Regions from separate parts of the Rattus norvegicus genome. Here region 2 is linked to region 1. The links are chromatin contacts, called in public Hi-C maps. All regions are on one chromosome and are shown on one strand. The core of a region is the stretch at or near the end of the contact, and the rest is flanking DNA. Distances in the headings are between cores, read along the strand shown.

The links. A called contact is a pair of places that touch in the nucleus more often than the background predicts.
Region 2: a contact with region 1 is called in a Hi-C map of liver, with 2.1 times the contacts expected there. The contact joins the promoter of Rab11fip5 here to the enhancer-like site in region 1. A contact is called at or near these places in 3 of 12 Hi-C or Micro-C datasets (frontal cortex and liver).

Annotation. Positions count from the first base shown.
Region 1 is chr4:119,382,864-119,390,772 of GRCr8, reverse strand. It overlaps Sfxn5 (sideroflexin 5), which reads left to right. Exons shown (of 14, transcript NM_153298.1): 4 at 7,165-7,191; 5 at 7,685-7,739. Among named protein-coding and RNA genes, the nearest start is that of Sfxn5, 40 kb to the left of the region's middle. Within about 2 kb of position 3,557, at least 17 of the 93 cell types and tissues checked have an H3K27ac peak or open chromatin away from gene starts, as enhancers often do. A contact at or near this core is called in liver, where this site is marked.
Region 2 is chr4:119,461,670-119,469,578 of GRCr8, reverse strand. It overlaps Rab11fip5 (RAB11 family interacting protein 5), which reads left to right and starts at 3,366. Exons shown (of 5, transcript NM_001399548.1): 1 at 3,366-3,903. The coding sequence starts at 3,473.

The DNA of each region.
Region 1 (7,909 bases), core at 2,308-4,807:
CTTTCCATCACTCCAGGACAGAGGGCAAGGATGAAGCTGGGTATCTTTTCCTCACAGGATACCCTGCCCCACCTCAGACAAGACAGATGAAGAAAAATGAGAGTGTGAGAGAGCAATGGAAGCAGAAACTTGCCCAGACGAGGTGCAGCTAGAGAATATCCCCTCCTCCTGCTCTTTCTTCTCTTCTTCCTCCTCCTCTCCCTCCTCCTCCTCTCCTCCTTCCTCTTTCTCCCCCTCCCTCTCTCTCCCTCTCTTCTTTTCTCTCTCTCTCTCTCTCTCTCTCTCTCTCTCTCTCTCTCTCTCTCCTCTTCTTCTTCTTCCTTCTCCTCTCCCTTCTCTTCCTTCTTTGGTGTTTTAAGACAGGGTCTTTCTGTGTAGTTATGGCTGTTCTAGAATGTGTTATGTAGGCCAGGCTAGCCCTGAACTCATAAAACTCATCCTACTTTTATGACTTGAGTGCTGAGATTAAAGGTGTATGGCACAAACTTAGCCTGGAAGTTTTGTTTGTTTGTTTGTTTGTTTGTTTGTTTAATTTGAGATTGGCTGGTGGGGGTGGTCTAGGCAAGGAAGACAAAGGAGTGGGCAAGTTTTCAGTGGGACTGGGGCAGACAAAGATGCACATTGTGCTGAAAGTCCAGAGAAGAAGCGCCTCAGGGCAAATGTTCTGGAGTCTCTCATGCTAAAGTGACCTCAGTACCTTGGCCCAGTGCCCATGCAGGGCCCCAGGGGAGTGATGAGACCGGAAGCCCAGGCAATCAAGCAGGTCCTGTCTGTCTGGAGGTATTTGCCCTGCAGCCCTGGGCAGAGAGTCAGGCTGTAGTCTCACTCCCTCCCCAGTGGTGACATTTCTGTCCGGCTTTGGGGCCCCTATAGCCTGAAGGAGCCCACATACCTTCCAGTGCCCTTGTAAAGTTAGAAGTGAGGCCACTTTCACTCTGGCCTGCTACCTGCCTAAGCTCCTTCATGCCCCACAGCCTCTGAGCTGGGCCTCTTGGGACCCCCCAGAGTTCAAGGAAAGAGGCCACATTATTCTCTTTCACTGCTCAGAGAGCGGAGAGTTGCTGTCCTGTTTTTCAGCTTTGTTTGCTGTCCCCAAAGCCCCTACTGGCCTCCTGGGAGTGGGAGTGGGGGAAGGGCCCAGAGCTTGGCATTTAGCTGTTTCCTGTGCTGCTGAGTTCTGGCTGGCAGTGGCAGAGCCTGGTGGGTCCATCTGGTGGCTAGGTGGCACAGCACTCTAGGTGTGAGCCTGTCACTCTGGTCCCCTGGAGCAGTGTCTCCCTCTGCCGAGCCTGAAGAATTGGACGATGTGTGGTGGCTGTCACATTCCTCCTTCCTTGGGCCACAGTCATCAATGTCACATATGCCTGGCCTTCACAGACTGGGGGATAGAGGGGACAGAGATGGCATATCAGCTTCACCACAGGGTGTGAAATTAAGGAGAGCCCAGGTCCTAACTCAGGGATGGCCCTGCTCCTGCTCAAGTATCATGTGTGGGGCATCTGAAGTCCTACAAGGTTCTTAGACCTGGAGTACACAGTAGTCATGGTCTCTCTGCACCTGCACTCTGTCTGCTCTATGGTTAGTAGTCATGGTCTCTCTGCACCTGCACTCTGTCTGCTCTATGGTTAGTAGTCATGGTCTCTCTGCACCTGCACTCTGTCTGCTCTATGGTTAGTAGTCATGGTCTCTCTGCACCTGCACACTGTCTGCTCTATGGTTCTTTGGCCGATATCTGGATCAAAATTCCAAAGCTGGTCCTGATAACTACAGTCACAGATGTCACGAGCTGCCTGGATATCTTGGGTGTGTCCTTAGTGATCGAAGCCATCTGAAGGTGGTCTCAATTGCTCTTCTGTTCATGGACAGCTGATAGCTTCTCCACAGATGGTCACCTTCCTTAATGGTTGCCACGCCTAGGAATGACATGTGACTTGCAGGAGCTCTACAGTCTAGAATCTCTCTCAGCTTGGTCGGTCAGTCTCCACCCCTGGCAGTTATAGTCTGTTTCGATACCCCTTGGAAAACAATCCAAGAATCTTTCAAGTTTCTGCTTTCCTAGATATGAGCTTTTTGTCTACCTTCTGAGTCTCATGGTCTTCTCTCCCTTCTGAATGTTTTAGTTTGGAGGAAACTTCTGTACTGCGGCTCTCATGTGTTCTAGGCTGGCTTCAAACTCACTATGTAGCTAAGGGTGACTTTGAACTCCTGACCCTCCTGCCTCCACCTCAGAGTGCTGTGATTAGAGGCATGTACCGCCATGGCTGGTTTATGTGATGCTCACATGGAAGCCAGGATTTCAGACATGCCAAAACAGCGTTCTTCCAACTGAACTGCCTTACTGTTTTGTATCGCGCTATCTTTAGTATTTAATGTAAAGTAGGTGTGCTTGATAAACATTTGCTCACCAAGTGAATTCTCTTATAATAAGCTTGATCGCAAATATCCCTATCTTCATATTACAAAAGAGATACTGGAGGCCCAGAAAGACTAAGTAAATCATCTCCCATCGCATAGTGAGCTAATGGGGGATTTCAAATTCAAACCTGGGCTCCTCTGCAGGGCCTGACCTCTCTCTAGAGGAAGCTTCTCGCCAAAAGAAGCCACAGCTGCCACCAAAATCCTGCAGAAGCAGGCAGGACATCTCTCTTCTTTCCTGTGTCTGCAGAATTGGGGCTCCCTTCACCCCACATAGGCTTGTATAGGTACATGGTACCTGGAGTTACCATGGCAACACAATTAATGGTGCGCTATAATGCAATGGGCTCAACTGATCAATTAGGAAGTTTTTTTGTTTGTTGAATGGAGGCCTCCTTCCCGGTACAGAAGGGTCCCCTTCAGGCTCTGTTTAATTACCTTCTGGAGGTTGTTTTAAATAGGCTCTGTCTTTGCTGCCTTAGGAGGTTTAAAGAAGCAGCTTGCTAGGAGACAGAGGGGAAGTAAGTGAGCCAGACTGGGGGTGGGGCTGTCGTTCTCCCTCTGGGTGCTGGGGTGCGTCCTGCCTCTTAGCAGCATGTGGGACCCCAGCCTACCCCTCCCTTAGTCTCCGCTGAGGCAGGTTCAGCTGAGACAATGGCTACTTCTTAACTCAGTGAATTTGTGTGCTCTGACAGCCACCCAGATGGCTTCACCACACTGCCCTTTGTCCCTGTTCTCCAAGTGAGCCAAGCAAACAGGGCCTCAGCTCTCAGATCCACGCCTGGCCATTCCTAAAGTCAGGCATCCCCACAGGTCGGGGCTGCACAGTTCCGTGTTCAGCCAGAGGTTCACTGAGTGCTGGGCTGTGTACAAAGGAGGTCAGCTCTAACCCTGGGGCTGCAGTTCAGCGAGCAGGTGCCTCTGTGTGCTGTGAAGATGCCAGGGGTCCTGGCCTGCGTGCTACATGTGGTGGCCAGCCAATGGGCTCAACTGGCCTTCCATGTCTGGTTCCCAGGGTGGCCTTTGTGACCTGTTTGCATGAGTGGCTTGTGGAACTTGAGCTTTTTCACTGTGGGGAGTACTTGCTGCCTTTTCTGAACCCAACTCATCGGTCCAGCAGGTCACAGGGCAAAGTTCAGCCAGACACTGTAAACTCAGTGTTTTTAACCTGTTCTTTAGAGTTGGGCCTGGTGTGTAGACTTGTCAGGAAGGGAGCGTGGGTTTCACCTCCTTCCTCTTCTGACTGATTGCTGTTGTTACTTGGGACAGGGTTTCTTGTAGCCCAGGATAGCCTCAAATTCACTGTGTAGCTGGGAATGGTTTGAACTGATGACCCTTTCTCCTCTGCTTCCCAGTTTTAGGGTTATGTAGGCATATGTCACCAGGCCCTGTCTGGTTAAGTTTCTGTTTACTTGGTTCTGATTTGTTGAGACAGTTTCTCTCCCTGCTGCCCAGGCTGGCCCGGAACTTGCTGTAAGGCTTAGGCTGGCCTGGAATCCAGGCTTCTGCCTCAGTTTCCTGATGCTGGGGTTACAGATGTGCTTTAACATAAGGGAAAAAAAGTACATGTCAAAGGCGTGTGGGAATTTAACTAGGAGGACAAGGAAAGATGGTGGCTGCCCCAGGTCCAAAGGGCCCAACATTGTGCCTGACCCTATGTGCAGTCACTTGGCTTTCAGTGGAGATAAAGTACCTGCTAAGAAGGGGAGAATGTTTGACTGGCTCATCTCTACCCTCCCTTGGTGGTGTCCTGTTAGCATCAGCAAGGCTGTGTGCAGCTCCACCTAGTTCTGACACGCAGGAAGAAAAGAAGTTACAGGGCTGGGAAGTGCTGACCTGGGAAAGGTGCAAGTCACTTCTCCCCTGCCGCAGGAGTTCAGTCACACGGAGCCCTCCACAGTCAGCCCCCCACCAGCTGCTGCTCTCTAACCACAGGGATTTTGTTGGACACTTAGTCCTCCACACACAAAGGCGCTAATGGAGGGCTCGGATGGTGTGCATCGATCTCATTAAAAAACAAAACATACCATGACCAAGATCTACAGAGGACGGGAGAGAAATGGTGTCAGGCCCGGGCACTTCAGCCGAGGCTTTAAGAGTGTGGCCCTCTGGGTCCTCCAAGCCCTGGAGGGGCTGGAAATTGTGGAAAAGGACCAAGATGGGGGCTGCAAGCTAACACCTCAGGGACAGAGAGATCTGGAAAGGCGGCAGCTACCAACAAGAAGCGTTAGAACAAAGGATGCTGGGTAACAAAGGATGCTGGGCTAATAAACTGCCTCATTCATAAAACAAAACAAAACATAAAAACAAAACCTTTTTTTCTTTTGAGACAGGTTCTCACTATTCACTATGTAGCCCTGGCTGTCCTAGAACTCACTATGAACAGGCTGGCCACAAACACACAGAGATCTACCTGCCTCTCCCTCCTGAGTGCTGGGATTAAAGGTGTGTGCCACTAAGCCCAGCTCATCAAAAGTTTTAAGTCCACACTGTTTCTTTTCTAGTGGTTGTGTTTATTATATTAATGACATAATAAACCACAGCAGTGGTGCTCAACCTGTGGATGGAGACCCCTTTACAGGGCACATGTATCAGATATTGACATCACAATTCATAGCAGTAGCAAAGTTATAGTTAGGAAGTAGCAATGAAATGATTTTATGGTTGAGGGTCACCACAACATGAGGAACTGTATTAAAGGGTTATAGCTTTAGGAAGGTTGGGAACCACTGCTCTACAGTGTGAGCCCAGTGTTGTGAGCAGGTTACCCAAGTGATGGTGTCCTTTACAGCCAGCCCTGTCTGTCTGTCTGTCTGTCTGTCTGTCTGTCTATCTATCCATCCATCTATCCATCGATCATATACCTATCTATCTATCTATCTATCTATCATCTATCTATTATCTATCTAATTTTGAAATGGCAATATGTCAACAAGATATAGATTCTAGAAGCACAAAAAGAGCAAAGAATAAAAATGAAGTTCTGGGAGAAGGCTCATTCACTAAAGTGTTTGCCATGCAAACCTAGGGACCTGAGTTTGATGTACCCAGGTACAAGCCAGGCAGAGAGGCTGGCACGCATCTTGAACCCTGTACTGGGGATGCAGAGTTAAGAGCATCCTTGGATCTCACCGACCAGTCAGTTTAGCTGAGTCAGAAAGCTAAGGTATAAAGGGATTGAACACACCTGAAGTTGACTCTGGCCTCCTGTGTGCAGAGTGTTGTTTGGGGATGTAGCTCAGTTGGAATGCAGCTTCTGTGCAGGAAACGCTGCATAAAATGTGATTGGCACTCCGGAGGCAGAGCCAGGACAGTCAGGATTTCAGGGCCATCCTCAGCTGTGTAGAGGGTTTGAGAGCAGCCTGGGACACTTAAGGCTCTGTCTCGAAAAGCAAAACACAGCATGGGGTAAGGACAGTGACTCAGCAGTTAACTGTACACTGGGCTCTTGCAGAGGACCAGAGTGTGATTCTTAGCACCCACACTGGGAAGCTCACAGTGGTTTATAACTCCAGTACTGTGGGATCTGGTGCCCTCTTCTGGTTGCTGTGGAGACCTGCACACATGTGCACAACACCAGCCCCCTGTAAATGTACAAGTAGTATACCCATAAATAAGAATAAATAAAATATTTTTAAAGGAAAACGAAAGAAAAGAAAAAGGAAGCAAGGAAGGCAGGCAGGTTAGCCAGCTTCCCATCCAGAAAGTGGTAGAGCTAGAATCTGTCTCCTCCCCTTTTTCTTGTAGCCCCCCCCCCACTTGAAGATACTGCAATGTTTTCAAAGTTCTCTTTAATCCTTGAGTTGCCCTGTTCCCTCCGAATTCTTTCTGTCTGTGTGTGTACCCAGACTCACTGAGAAAGGATCTTTTTCATTTAGGTATTTCAAACATCAATTTGTTTAATGTTTTGAAATAGGGTCTCAGGTATCCCAGGCTGGTCTCAAACTCTTGCTGGAATCCCAGGACACTGTTTTCTCCAGTGTTGGTGTTCACTTGTCATGTGTTCCTTATTCGAAAAGCATGTGTTATCAAGGTGTCTCCCTGTGTCCCCAGCCCTTGGGAAGTAGAGACAGGAAGATCTCTATGTGAGATCTATACTACAGAAGGTACTGTCTCAGAATTCCCTTGGTTAGAGAACAGGGCACCCACCAAGTGCAATGATTACACATATAAAAATGTCATAATGAAGATGCTAGTTAAAAATTCGAATTTAACAAAACGGAGGGAAACAAAACAGAAAAAGCAGGCTGGAGCTGCAGTCTTCTTGGTGGTATGCTTGTCTAGCGTGCTCAAAACCCTGGGTTCCATCCCCTGGATCCCGTGAGCTGAGCATGATAGAACACGTAAACAGAATACGCTGGAGGTGGAGGCTCCGGGAGGACCAAGAGGTCGGGGTCATTGCCAGCTCCATATTGAGTTTGAGGCCAGGCTGAGTTACAAGATATCCTGTCTCAAAAATCATTTAATTGGGGGTCGGAGAGGTTGTTCAGTGGCTGCCCTCCTGGAGGACTTGATTCATTTCCCAGCTCCCACATGGGGCAGCTCACATCTGCCTATGAATTTCGGCTCCAGGGGATCTGACATCTTCTTCTGACCTCCATAGGCATCTACTCACACACATAACACGCTCATATATTAATGAGGAAAAACAAATCTTTAAAAACTTTTAAAATTGAGAGAAACCATGGCTCATAGGGCTTAAACTGCTAGAGCTTTTAATTCTCTCCTCTCTCTTTCTCTTTTTTTCAGCTCTGGAGTGCACAGAAAATCAAACAGGTAATTTAGTTCTGGGTTCTTTTCTCCTTCTCTGTGCTTCCCTGGGCTCCTTCTCTCCCTGTCCCAGGTATCCAGCAGAAGCCTTTGTCCCATGGCTACTGGGTGTCCAGCCTTTCCCCACCCCATCCTTCCTACTAGCACCCTAGGGCCTGAACAGCTAAAGGCTGGGGTTCTGGCCTGACCAGCCTTATCCCAGGAGCTCTGGAAGTTCTGAGAAAAGACTGGGTTCTGCCCACCGGGTCTGGTTCTGTGCCTGTTGTATGATGGGCAAGGGCAAGAAGACTTCATAGTGGGCACAGCCTTGGCTCCCATTGGTTAGCAGCTGGGTGAATGGAGGATACGGACCATGGCTCACATTTGAGCCAGAACCAAGTGTTCAGAGGCAATGCAGAGCCCCGGGGGGAAGGGTCTCCCTGTGTCAGCTGTCCTTGCCCTTACCCCTTGTCCTTAATACTTCTGCTTGTCCTTCCTGCTTCTCCTCTCCTCCTACCAGGCTATCCTACACCCGGACACCAACGAGAAGATCTTCATGCCTTTCAGAATGTCAGGTGAGCTTCCAAGACCCTCCTGGCTTTGCCCAGCAGAGGTGTGGCTGTGACAGAGCTAGGGGTGGCCATGTTTCTGACATTATATGAATTTTCCTTCGAAGATTTGAAAAAACATGTACTCACCCCAGAAAGGGTGCTGATGGCATTCCAAAGAAACAGCCCACTCAAAT
Region 2 (7,909 bases), core at 2,117-4,616, 79 kb before region 1:
AGGCACAGCATGCAGCAGTCCACCTCAACACAACAGTGGAGAGACCCCGAGTTTGAATCTCCCCACACCCCACATAAAGCCGGGTGTGTACAAAGCACACATTTGTACTTCCAGTGTTCTCACTGCGAGATGAAAGGTGGAGGTGGAGGAGGAATTCCAGGAAGCTTGAGGGCTAGCAGACTTGGTGCAGTCTGTCTAGGAGAATCTAAAATGTGACAGAGATGACACACCCTATTGTGGGAGGCTGACCAGATGGGCTGTGCTGGAGTTCTCTCAAGAGTCTCCTTTCCCTGGTGTGCTGACTTCCCAGTGGAGGGTGCAGCCTAGGAAGTGGAGATTTGGACGCTACCTAAGAAAGAAAGGGTGTCCCTGTGAACCTCCCAATGAGGGAAGGCCCACAGTAGGACAGAGGACGGAGAGTGGGTGTGAGCTAATGGCCAGCGCCAAATTTAGATCTAGCCACAGAAGCAGTTTATACAGCTAAGTGCAGCCAACCCCAAGGCCTGGAAACACAAATGTCTTTACGGGGTGTATACTCAGAGGTGTGTGGCCCAGTTATAAAAAGCCTGAGAGAAAGCTTGGGGTTTATCTCCAGACTACAACTGGAGGTGCTGGCACCATTTACAAGAAACGAAAGTAAGTGTGTTTAGATTGAAGATAGGCACAGTGGTGCTGATCTGGAATCCCAGAATTCTGAAGGGAAAGGCCGGAGGATCCGGGAGTTCAAGGCCGGTCTATGGTGATTTCAAGGCCAGCCTGGGCTACCCAGACCCTGTCTCAAAAATAAGTTAATAAAGAGCCCAAAATGATGACGAATACTAGCAGCACTTGGGAGGCAGAGGCAGGCTGATCCCTGTGCGTTTGAGGCCAGTCAGGGTTACATGGTAAGACCCTGGCTCAAACAGAAATTTAAAAGTAGGGCTGGAGAGATGGCTCAGTAGTTAAGAGCATCGACTTCTCTTCCAGAGATCCTGAGTTCAATTCCCAGCAACCACATGGTGGCTCACAACCATCTGTAATGGGATCAGATGTCCTCTTGTGTGTCTGGAGCTAGCTACAGTGTACTCATATAAATAAAGTAAATCTTAAAAAAAAAAAGAAATTTAAAAGTAGGTATAATCAGATAAGAAAGCTCAGCAGGTAAAGCAGGTGGTTGCCAGGGAGCCTAATGACCTGATGTGATCCTGTGAGAACTGAGGCCCATGGATTGCTCTCTGACACCCCCGACAGACAGACAGACAGACAGACAGACAGACAGACAGACAGACAGACAGAATAAAGTAATAGATATATACCGGCATCTAGGAAGGGAGGGCTTTTGGAGTCTCTCCCTTCTCCCCTCCTGATGCTTCTCAATTTTATCACTATTTTTTGCGGGAGGAAGTGTGCTGCAGTGCACGCGTTGGGGTTTGAGAACGAATTGCTGGAGTCAGCGCTCGCCTATCATGTAGGCCCTGAGGGTCAAACTCAAGTCCTCAGGTTTGGGGGCAATGGAGTAACCTTGTCGCCTACCGTTTTGTTTTTTGTCCTGAGCATATATGTAAACATTATTGAAAAGTATTCTAAGCCCGACAGTGGTGGTACACGCCTTTAATCCCAGGACTGGGAGGCAGAGGCAGGCGGATCTCAGTCAAGGCCAGCCTGGTCTGCAGAGAGTTCCACAACATCCAAGGTTACACAGAGAGGATCTGTCTTGAAAAATGAAAAAAGAAAAAACAAAATCTAAGGGTAGGCTCTGAAAGTTAACAGAAGAAAGTAAAGGCTCACCACGTAGCCCAGGCTGGCCTTGAATTTGCCTTCAGAATCCTGGGATTACAGGCTGTGCTACTCGGCTTCTTTGTTATGCATTTTAGGTAAATTTGTCTAACCTATAATTCTGCATTCTGGGAATTCACATACAGGGTGCTCTGAAGAATAGGTGAGGTCATGCACAGACAGCTCATGAGTCAGTCCTTGGCCAAGTCCTGCTAAAATTCAGCATCCATAATTATTAACCATTATCTTTGCAACGAACCAAGTGTGCTGGCAGTTCTCAGAACACAGTGCACAGTAGGCTTGTAAGAATGGGTTTAGAGGTTGAAAATTAGCCTTGTGGTAGAATGCTTGTCTACTACAAACAAGGCCCTGTCTGCCTTGTTTGTATATAAGCCTAATGTTTTTTTGTTTTTTGTTTTTTTGAGTTTTTTTTTTTTTTTCGAAAAAGTGTTACCACTCAGTCTTGGCTGGCCTGGAACTTAATATGTAGACCAGGCTGGCCTCAAACTTAAAAAGATCTTCCCCCCTCTGCTTCCCAAGTGCAAGTGCTGGGATTAAAGGTGTGCACTACCACACTGTGTCACACAAAAGTTTTAAAGCCAGTAGGCATGAGTTAGGGGACGTGCAAAGCTAACTTGTGAGCCCTTGATCTTAAAAAAAAAAAAAAAAAATCAAAACAGCTCAAAAAGAAAGAAAAAACAAAACTAAACAAAAACTCTTGTCCTGGTGGAGCCTGTCTAATTCCAGCATTCAGTAGAGGCAGAAATCTTTAGAAATTCGAGGCCTAATCTACATAGCGAGTTCCAGGAGGGAGAGCCAGAACTACCTAAGAGACCCCGTTTCAAAAAAAAAAAAGGGGGGGGCGGGGGGAGAACCAAAACAGAAAAAGAACAGTTGTTTGAAATCCCACTCCAGTGACTTCTCAGCACCTAGGGGGCTGATCCAGGTCATCACATATATGGAGCTGAGAGTTGAAAATGGGAGCGAATGTGCGATTTAGGGGATCTCTAGAGTAGGCATCTACCCTCAAACGCACGCTGAGCGTAATGGATCTTGGAAGTGGCAACGGTTTTCAAGAGTAGAGGAGGTTGAGGGGGAAGAACCTGAAACTGCCCAGGTAGAGCGCAGTGGATAGTATGCAAAAGTCCGGCTCTCTAGCACCGAGTCGCTGCCTAAACGGGGCGGGGCCATGGTGGCAACCACGCCCACCTCTCTGCAGAGGCTGCTAGCTGCCTTCGCTCGTAGCCCCCTCCATTTCTTCCTTTGCTGCTCTGCAATGTGCTCAAGCGAATCCGGTCGTGATTAAGGCGTGGCCAGATCTCAAGCCTCTCCTCCAACACAAGCAGAGGCCACGCCCCTTCTGCGCGGGTCACCTTTTTGTACCGCAGCTCGAGCTTGAGGTTCCCCCAGAGGGGCTGGGCCAATGAGAAAGCCCCGCCCACATCTTTGCAGAGGCCGCGCCCCTCTTTGGGTTTCTTTAGCTCTTAGGCAGCTATACGCTGGTGGAACTTGGGGCGGGGCCTGGCCGGGCCTGGGCGGGGCGTGACGTCGCGGGGCGGCCGGCCGCCCGGGAGGCGGGGCGGCGGGGAGGCGGCGGCCCGCTCGGCCCAGGCCATCCCGCAGCTGCGGCGGTCCGTACGCTGCAGGCGGCGCGGGGAGCCGGCTCCTGACAGCATCCCGCGGCTGCCACGTCTATCACTGGGTCCCAGGGTCCACCATGGCCCTGGTGCGGGACGATGAACCGGCGGCCGGGTCCTCCCGCTGGCTGCCCACGCACGTCCAGGTGACCGTGCTGCGGGCCAGCGGGTTGAGGGGCAAGAGCTCGGGCGCCGGCAGCACCAGCGACGCGTACACGGTGATCCAGGTGGGCCGAGAGAAGTACAGCACCTCGGTGGTGGAGAAGACGCAAGGCTGCCCGGAATGGTGCGAAGAGTGTTCGTTCGAGCTGCCGCCCGGCGCCCTGGACGGCCTCCTGCGGGCACAGGAGACAGATGCGGGCCCTGCGCCCTGGGCCTCCGGTCCCAACGCCGCCTGCGAACTCGTGCTTACCACCATGCACCGCTCGCTCATCGGTGTGGACAAGTTTCTAGGCCGGGCAACCGTAGCTCTGGACGAGGTCTTTCGCGCAGGCCGCGCCCAGCACACGCAGTGAGTCTGGGGCGCTGGGAGCGGGCACAGGACGGTTGAAGGCCTAACTGGGCGGGGCTGGTTGGGATGTCTGAACCCCGTCTTCCCACTCAAGGACACAAACCGACATAGTAGTTGTTACTTCTCATTCAGCCCTCTGGCCTCTTGACTGTCTCCCAAGCAGCCTGGTGGGCCTGGAAGGCCTGTTGGAGTTGATCTACTGACCAAGCGTCAGTAGTACATGGCCAAGGAAAGTTCAGAATGGGATTCTGAGGCTGTGGGAATTCAAGAAGGGAAATTTCAAGACTCTAGGGTCTGCCTTCCTTTTGTCAAAGAGGTGCCTGCCCTGTAGGGGAGTGGAGAGGCGGTCTCACCTTGTAGAGGCAGCAAGGTGAGGTGTTTTCTTCCAAGGCAGGATTGAAGGGAGATGCCCCAGTGTTCCCAGGAGTTACACAGGACACCTGCCTTTTGAATGTTCAGGGATGCTCATCACCATGTAGTCATACTCCCTGACTCTGTGTCTAGGATAGAGAGCACTGGGCCACCTCAGAGTAAAGGAAGGGAACACTTGGATCAGCTTGGATCAGTGACACAGTGGCATAGTTATAATACCCTTCAATTCTCCAGAATATTTTCTATAGAAAGGATAGGAGGGGTTCTTGTTTTGTTTTGTTTTAAGACAGGGTCTTTCTATGTAGCTCTGGCTGCCCTGGAACATGCTATGTAGACCAGGCTGCCTTTGAACTCAGAGATTTTACTGTCTCTGCCTCCCCAATGCTGGATTCAAAGGCCAGAGACTCCAAAACCTGGCTGTGAGTGTAGGAGGTTAAACATTTATTTTGTCAAGTTTGCCCTTTGTAGGGTTAAGATCAAGACCTAAGATTTGCCGTAAATGCCAGCATTTGAGAGGCAGAGATGTGTAGATCTCTGGATTCCAGGCCAGCACACAGAGAAACCCTGCCTTGAAAACCAAACCAACCAAACAAATAAAAGACCTAAGACTTGGAGCACCTTTTCCTGTTTGGGCCACGGATCATCTAGAAGTCAGGCCCCAGGGCTGACCATCTGCTGTAGCTGGCTGGGCCAGTTAATTTCTAAGCCTCCTGGGTGGGGTCCCAGAGAATGGGTGCAGAGTGGTACCCCTACGTAGGAGAACTGCTAGAAAAGGTTTATTGTTTTTGAGTAAATCAAGGAAGGCTGTTGGAGAGGGATGAGCCTTCAGCCTGGTGCAGACTAAGAGGAAAGCAGGCTTTGAATAGAAAAGGATCTGACCTTGAACAATTCTTTTTTTCCAAAACATGACTAGGGAAGGGCTTTCCTGGCTGGCCCAGTGTGGCTGGGGTGGGATAGACCTGGGCACATTCCAGCAGGGCTGTGACCTGACTTCATCTTCCCTCCCCTGGCTTCTCTCCTTCCCTCATGACTTGCTGTTTAGTTGCTGGGTGTGGAGTCATGAGGTACAACTTGGTCCTTGTTTTTTTCTTTTCCCTCCCTCTTTTGTGTCCTTACTCTCCTTCCTGGTGCAGGCTGATCAGGGGCCTGGGTGTGGGAAGGACTGCTCTCTCCTGATCTCTTAGCTCTTAACTTTCTCATTCCCTTCAGTTGCTCCAGCCAGGCTGGTACATTATATGGGGGTATGCATTAGGAGGAGGGTGGACTAAAAGGGACGGGGCTGGGGGGTGGGGGAACTAGCTTCTTTGATTTTTTTCCCCCTTGTTGTTGTTCATGTGCTTGCTTCCCTCTTGGCCTTGCATCTTTCTTAGTGGAGCTGGCCCAGCCTGCAAGTCCAGGTGGGCCTGTTTTCAGCCAAGAACAGTGCTCCCGGGAGAATGTGACGTGCTATCCCTTGATCGGAATGGGAGCTTTAATTTACTTTGAGAAGTCATCTTTTCCACAAGCCTTGTTTCACACCCACCTGGCTGCCTTTCTGCTGATGCCATGACCAGGATTATTTATAGAGTGGAGAGGGCAGGAAGTGGGGCACTTAGGGTGGGCAGAGGAAAAGTCCACACAGTTGGCCCGCTCTGTTCCTCTAGTCACTGGACCTCACAGCTTGCTCACTGACAGAACCAAGGCTGCCATTTCCACAGCCCTCAGGCTCTAATGGCCGCTCCTAGAGGTGTTTCCTGGACCACGCTGGCCTGAGCCACTGAGGTAGAGAAGATCAAGGGTAACATTGATCTTCACTGGGGTAGAGAAGATCAAGGGTAACAAAACCGAGAGGTTTTGGAATCTTGTGGAAAAGCACCGTATTCACATAAGAGGCAGGAGCAGAGGGAACAGGTGGTGGGCTCCTGTCCGCAGAGAATCTGACTTGAGAAGCACAAGCTGAGAAGTTGCATGGTACACATAAGATCTCTTTCTCTCTTGTGTGCTCCTTCATGGCAAGGCAGGTAAACTCTTTGAGTGTCTCAGTTTACTAGTCTTTAAAATGGGGGTAACTTATACCTTCCCAGTATTGATGTGGGAGATGAAATGAGGATATAGAGGAAGATTTAGTGCAGTTCCCCGGCACTGAGTGAGTGTGTGCGTGTGTGAGGTGCAGAGGGAGTGGGGTAGTGAAGAGACATGATGGTGGAAGGACATGTTGGCCACAGCATCTGGTAGCCTACATCTGGAAGAAGTTCTCTGCCTTAGAAGAACTGCTCAAGAACTTTAAGTCTGAGAAAACCTGTCTGTGGTTGGTGACAGGAAGAGTCTCAGAATCCCTGGCTGCCTTCTGCAGCCCTTGGGAGGCCCAAGAACTTGAGCTGCACCTGAGAGGCATCCCTGATCCGAAATCCAGACTCAGGTCACCTGATGGCTCTGCAGCTCTCCCTGGCAGCCTTGCTTGGCACTGCCCATGCCCTGGAGGAAGGCACGCTGGCACAATGCTGGTTCCTTAACCATTTCATCCCATCTCTGCAAGGGTCACAGTGATAGAGATTGGCTGTATAGATTGGTAAGATGCCATCCATGAAGCGTGCTGCTTTCACAAGGGTAGGTTTGGAGTTGCTGTGGGACCTGGCTTCTGTGCTGAGACTCTAGCTACCCCAGGGGTCCCTGAAACTCACTTCTCTGTGAGACAGTCTTCAGTGTGAGAGGTTTTACTGGAGGCTTTCGAAATATCCAAAGAGGAAATCCATGCTCTGTGCTCCCCACCCAGCCCACACGAGGGATGGGACTCCGTGACCAGTGTGTGCTACGCAAGCACACACTATACTGCTGAACTACATTTCCAGCCCCAGAGAGGAAGCTCTCAATACAAAAAACATGGTGCACATGACATTTTGTTAGAGCTACTTCCCCTCTGGAGCACCATCTGCCTGCATGACACCAGTGTTGATGTTGTGGCGGGGACAATTACAAGGTGCTACTCCCTTCTAGCTTTTTACCACCACTGGAAGGGACCCCACCCCATCCCAGAACTCCTAGTGAGTCCAGGTTTGCCACCCTGGCTCCCAGGACCTAGATGGGGTGGTGGCAGCTAGTGTTCTTTGTCACCTGTGTGGTCAGACGGGGACACTTGGACTCTTCATGGCTTACTGCTGTGGATGTGGCTTGTGCCACAGGGGAATGACCCTGAATAATTTGGAAGATGGAAGAAAAAGCAAGAATTTTGGAGTCAGAGGCTAGGGAGTCTGTCCCAAAGCTTTTTGGGTGGAGAGACCTGCCTTGGCCTCTGAGAGCTGGTTGGTCTGTTCTGAGGAAGGGGAGGACATAGCACCATCTTGTGTGGAGCCCCACAATTTCTCTCTCCCCAACCTGGTCGCAGCCTTCGAGCTTATGGTACAGAAATAGATTGGGTTGGTCCCCTGGAAAAGCCACGGCTGTGGATTTGTCAGCTGGGACCAGTTGTCCTCTCTCATCATCTAAAACTATGATCATGGTCAGGCTGCTAACTGTGCTCCTCCAGTGGCCTCATCAGTTCCTGCCCAGCCTGTGCCCTGGGTTTAGCTCTTTTTTTTTTTTTTTTTTGGAGAAGGCCCAGGGGAGCTCGTGGGTGTGGAGGTCTGAGACAGAGATTCTTCGTAACTGGTCATGATCA